2 separate regions of the Mus musculus genome follow, and region 2 is linked to region 1. Evidence: chromatin contacts called from public capture Hi-C data. All regions are on one chromosome and are shown on one strand. The core of a region is the stretch at or near the end of the contact, and the rest is flanking DNA. Distances in the headings are between cores, read along the strand shown.

Region 1 (2,700 bases), core at 107-2,606:
TGGCGAGTGCAGTGTAGTCAGTGCAGTGCAGTACAGTGAATGCAGTGTACTCAGTGCAGTGAGTGCAGTGCAGCAGAGCTGAGTTCGCTCCTGAGTCCATGCAGTTCAGTGCAGGTCAGCAGAGGCAGCTGAAGCCAGAGAATAGGAAAGGATCCAGAAGATTAGAACAAATTACCAGAGTTAATATGAGGTCAAGCAAAGCAATTTAGTGAGAAGCTGAGAGAAGTCAGATTGAATTGAAAGAACCTAGTGGGGAAACTCCCACTCAATTCCCAATTCGGCGTGCACCCAAAGAATCATGAACAGACCGTCTTGATGTAAATACACGAGGTAGTTTAATGGCCGAGCTCCGGGTCAAAACGTAACTCACACAGGAGACAGTGGATTCGACCACGAGGCTTGAAAGCTAGGGGCTTTTATAGAAAAGGGTCTGGGGCTGGGGGAGGAATTGGCACGGTTTCACATGATTGGTTCATTTAAATATCAACAGACTCTACATGCAGATCAAGGTAACAGCAGAGCATCTGGTTAACATTTAACCGGTCAGAAGGGTGGGAGATAGGGAGGCGCTGGGCCAGTCCGGATTTCTTGTATGTCTTCCCTATCTTTATGGCTAGTTGGTTCCTGGGATGACTTTACAGCTTTTGTTCTTTGCTCTAAGCCCAAAAGCCCTCCTAACTAGCAAGCCACATGAGTCATGGACCTTGAATAAACATTCTGGCTAGGGCTTTGAAGTCTTGAATTTAGTTTTCTTTCTTTCAGAATCAGTCGCTTGGAGAGGCATTTGAACCAGAACAGCTGAGTCAAACCAGGCAGCCAGAGTTTAGAATGAACTAGAAAGGGTGAGCTTACTCTGCAGTAAGCTTCAGACAACATTTACGTCAGGTGAATAAAAGTTACTTTTACAAGCAATTCTGTGCAGAGGCTACTCAAAGATAACCAAGAGGCAGGGTTGTTGTGTGGCTGTTTCCTACACTTCTTCTCTCCCTCCCTGTGAGAGGATGATAACTCCTCTGTAAGACTCCAGGGAGCCTTAGCTTACTGGGGACCCCTTGAGTGAACCATGTGGAGTCAAGATCAATGCAAAAAGCAAGAGGAATTTATTGTTCCAGTGCACTGGGTTCGTCCCAGACTCAAAGGAGAGGTGGTGACCCCTAGCACCTGGTCAGCAAGTTTTTATATGGTTTCCAGAGGCAGAATAGAGCATCAGCAACTAGGCACAGTATGATTGGTGGAACAGTGCACCCTTTAAACTGATTGGTCTTTAGGGAATGAGGTGACAAAGTCTTCCCTTGTCTGAAGGTGGGAACTGGTCCGTCCTGTGGAATGTGTCCCCATGGGCAGGTCAGTTCCCGCCCTGTGGTCTGACGAATGTTAATTAGCCTCTCCCTTCCAGAGAGGCAAGAGTTCCATGACCTTCCCAAAGTTTCTGAGCTGACCTTTTCACCCCAGTCTCCAAGACATCAGGCCTGACCATGCAGATTGCTTGCTTAATGGCATGTGCACAGAAATGTTGTATGTCTTGTCCAAATTGAAGCTTTGTTATCTTTCTGGTAGATCTGCTCTCTTCATCCCCATACAACATCTATTCCAAGCATGAGGTGCTCCTCCAGCCTCGGTTCCAGAATGGAAAAGATACAAAGCTGACCTGGTGAGGAAGCAGCATAATACATGCAGGGTCAAGTCATCAAGTCTTTCACATGGTGATTTCACATGGCGTGGCAAGATACACTCAACACATGTATTTCTGCAGTATCAAACAGGATCCAAATAGTGCTTCAGGAGAGGCACAACCATGAAGCAGAGTAAACACAAAAATCCTATACAACAAGCCAAGAGATTAGATCCAAGAAAAGTATATGGTTACAAAAACAACTAGATCAGTAAGCTTCGGAAAATGTTTTTGCTAGCCATGAACAAGCCTGATGTAATATTTACCTCATTCTTTTCAAGCTCTATGGAATAACCTGTGGGGGAAAAGTGACTTGCATTAACCATGAAATAGTCTCAACAAATCTCTGACCATCTGTAATTAATTGATACTGAGAAATTGATTTTAAAAGAGAAACAATCAGACAGTCAGATATGGTAATATGGTGAGGCCAAGAAATCCAAACATTTGGGAAGGGGAGGCAAGAAGATCAAGGCTGCCCTCATCCTCTGCTGCATAACAAATTCAAGGCCAGCCTGGGCTACAGGAGATCCTATCTCAAAGAGTCAGAACAAAACAAATAAACAAAGAATAGAATGAAGGTGAAGAGGAAGGAAGAAAGGGATAAAAGGTGATATATATTTAAAAGTCACAAACAATCAAGTCCTAAAACATATTATAATGCAAATCAGAATTGGGATGGGCACTCAGGAGGGTGGAGGCAGAGTGACCTTGAAGCCCACAATGAAAGGCCCCCATCTCAAAAACAAATGAAAGATAAGGAGAGAATATTTTGGAATGAACTGTACAACTGTTTTTCAAAACCAAATTAGGTGAATGTACTGTGTTCTAAAGCTAAGGTTTGGAAGATGGCTCAGTGAGTAAGTACAATGCTTCCTGCACAAGCATGATATGATACCCATGCTCAGATACCCAGCATCCATGCAGAAAAGCCCAGCATGGCTGCACAGGCCTATAACTCCAACACTTTAGGAAACGTCACGGGGACTTGCTGACCAGCCAGTGTAACCAAAATGGTGACCAAGTTC
Region 2 (2,700 bases), core at 141-2,640, 620 kb before region 1:
AGTGAGCGGATGTGGGTGTATTGTCCATATCTACCCAGTGGCATTTGCTGAGGCACACAATAAGAGATGAATTAGGATGAGACCTGGGGTTCAGCCTAAAGAACTATGAGAATACAGTTGTCTCTTTTGCTGTCCTAATGAGTGAGTTATGCTGGACACCTAAAACAAAGCATCTTAGCTGTTCTCCCTAAGGCAGCACTGAGTGCCAACTTTGGGCAGCCACCACGGTCTCCTCTCTATTGCTCTCTCCACAAACCTTTCAGTCATAACAGTGGTGGCTGGAATAATTGCAAAAGACAAGGTAGGTAATGGACATAAATCCCTTAAATAATAGGAAAGCATTCAGCATCCTATAGCAGCCAGCCACCTTGGCCTCTAAGTCTATCAGTAAAGATTCTCTACTAGCCAGATGGAGGCCTAGGACCCTTAGTACCACTTATTTTAGAGACAGTGGTTTTGTGTTGCTTTCTCCCCACTTACAGGTAGCTGCTGCTAACAACCCTTGCACATCTTCAATAGTAATGAGATGAATCAAGTCAACCTCACAGGATCAAATTCTAGGCATTATTTCCTGGATAAAGTGCAGCTGGCAACTACTCCTACAGAAATGAGACACAAAACTGCATTTCCATGGAAAGTTCGTGACACTTTCTGTTCCACTAAGTTTCTTGACGCTGTGTGTGTGTGTGTGTGTGTGTGTGTGTGTGTGTGTGTGTGTGTATTTTTCTCCCTCACTCCCGCGGCACGGTTTCTCTGTGTATCCCTGGAACTCGCTCTGTAGACCAGGCTAACTCACAACTATTAGACAGAGTCTTGAGTGTTAAGAGTGAGTGAGCACAAGTTATCCAAACACTGGGGACAATCTAAAAGTCAAGAGGGACTGAGCAAAGTGGACTGAACGCGAGGGTCTCACCCCGAGGATGGGCACGCGCCCTACAGCACTCACCAGGTCAGGCCGATAGTACCAATGCACGGCCAGGGCCCAGGCTCACATGGCCAGGAGGCTGGAGAAGAGCATTTTCAAGTAGGCGGACCAGGGTACGCCCCCGGGCATGGTGGAGAGCTGGCAGGGACGGAAAGGGCACAGCGTTAGAGGGCTGGGTAGCCTTCAGATGGCCTGACCGTTGACCCTGGGTGGCTGAGTCGCGACACCGCCTCGGGTGCCCCCCCCGCAACTTCCTCCCCCCGCGACCAGCGAGCGGGGCACCTGCTCGCTGCAGCCAGGGCCTGCCGAGCAGGGGAAGGAGGGCTCGGCGGTTCCTCGCTCCCTCAGCCACTCAGGGAGACGGTGGAGCCCCTCGCTCCTTCCCATGACTAAGCGCGCATGAGACTGTACCGCGGAGTGCACGCGCGCAGGGAGACAGGTCACAGGGTCGCTCCAGAACCAGGACCGACCTCCAGCGGGCAGGAACCAAAGTACACGGTCCGACGCAGCGACGGAGAGGAAAGCGGGGCAATGCGCGCGCTTTGTTTCTGAAGGAAGTGGGGCACTGGAATTTTGGGGGGCTGTTTTGTTTGACCGTTTCCACCCCTTAGTCAGCTTGGGATCCTAGTTGGTCACTGTCCCAATCCTGCTTTTGCCATTCCTGGCCACTGTGGTGTTTACAGCATCCTTTGATCTTTCGCACAAAGGAAATGGCACGTGCCCCACGTGGGTAGGAAGAGGCGGGGTTTCGCAGCTCAGAACTTGCAAGGGCAAAGGGAAGATCACACTACAGCACCCCTTCTTAACTGCTTCCTGGGGGTCATCTACCAGATTTCCTGTCTAGCCGATATTTACAAGTCACAGCAAAAGGAAAAATCACAGTTATAAAATAGCAACAAAATTGTATTGTTGAAGCTCACCACAGCCTGAGGGTATTAAATAAAAAATCCTGAGGGTGTTGCAGGGTGGAAGCATTAGGAAGGTTTGAAAGACCCTGAGAGGAGCCCCTTGCTCAGGCCTCAGGACAATAGGGGAAACCCAAGAACTCACGATAGACCAAGCTTGATGCAAACCACATGAGGCTTTATTCGGGGAAAGCCAGAGCTCTGAGGACGACTCATATCCCACGCAGGGGTAGAGGAGTTGACCTCGAGGGGAAAGAGGTCCCAGTTTTTATAGGCTCTCAGGGGAGAAAGGAGAAGGGGGGGGGGAAGTAGGGGATTTCCAGATCTAAACAACGTCTATTCTCAAGAAATGGGTATGGGAGGGGTACAAGGAAAGAGTCTGGTGCAGGTGTAGCAACTCTGGATTGGCCGGGCTGTGGTTGCTGGGGAGATTTTCTGACTCTTTCTCAGCAACCAATATCACAAACACCTGGCAATGGGCTTTTTCAGTGGGCACACACATGGGTTCAAGGAATGGTCAAAACATTGGCAGACACACAGGTTCAAGGAGTGGCCAGACATTGTGTACCTCTATTTTTCTAAATCAGTGAAGCTAGTTCTGCTAACAGTGACATCTATCTTGCCAATTTCAGGGCTTCTGTGACCTTTTATATTCTGTCAGGATCTTTCAGGTTGAGAACCACTGCTCTAGAGAGAGCAGCTCAAAGCTTTATTCTCCTGGTTCCTGCGGTTCTTTGAAACTTTACACAGAGCCACACCCAGGCACAGTACCTTTGGGTCATAGTTTTACAGGAAAAGAGACCTCCAATCACCGTACTTAATGTGAGAGTGTTTTTAAAGATCATGCTTTGATTGTGGGTTCAAACTGCA

The links. Capture Hi-C pulls out chosen DNA fragments and counts their contacts.
Region 2: a contact with region 1 is called in a capture Hi-C map of embryonic stem cells, with 5 times the contacts expected there. The contact joins two enhancer-like sites.

What each region holds. Positions count from the first base shown.
Region 1 is chr10:85,208,992-85,211,691 of GRCm38.p6, reverse strand. No RefSeq gene overlaps it. Among named protein-coding and RNA genes, the nearest start is that of Cry1, 25 kb to the right of the region's middle. Within about 2 kb of position 1,356, at least 11 of the 459 cell types and tissues checked have an H3K27ac peak or open chromatin away from gene starts, as enhancers often do. A contact at or near this core is called in embryonic stem cells, where this site is marked.
Region 2 is chr10:85,828,096-85,830,795 of GRCm38.p6, reverse strand. It overlaps the pseudogene Gm19624. Among named protein-coding and RNA genes, the nearest start is that of Gm6721, 22 kb to the right of the region's middle. Within about 2 kb of position 1,390, at least 142 of the 459 cell types and tissues checked have an H3K27ac peak or open chromatin away from gene starts, as enhancers often do. A contact at or near this core is called in embryonic stem cells, where this site is marked.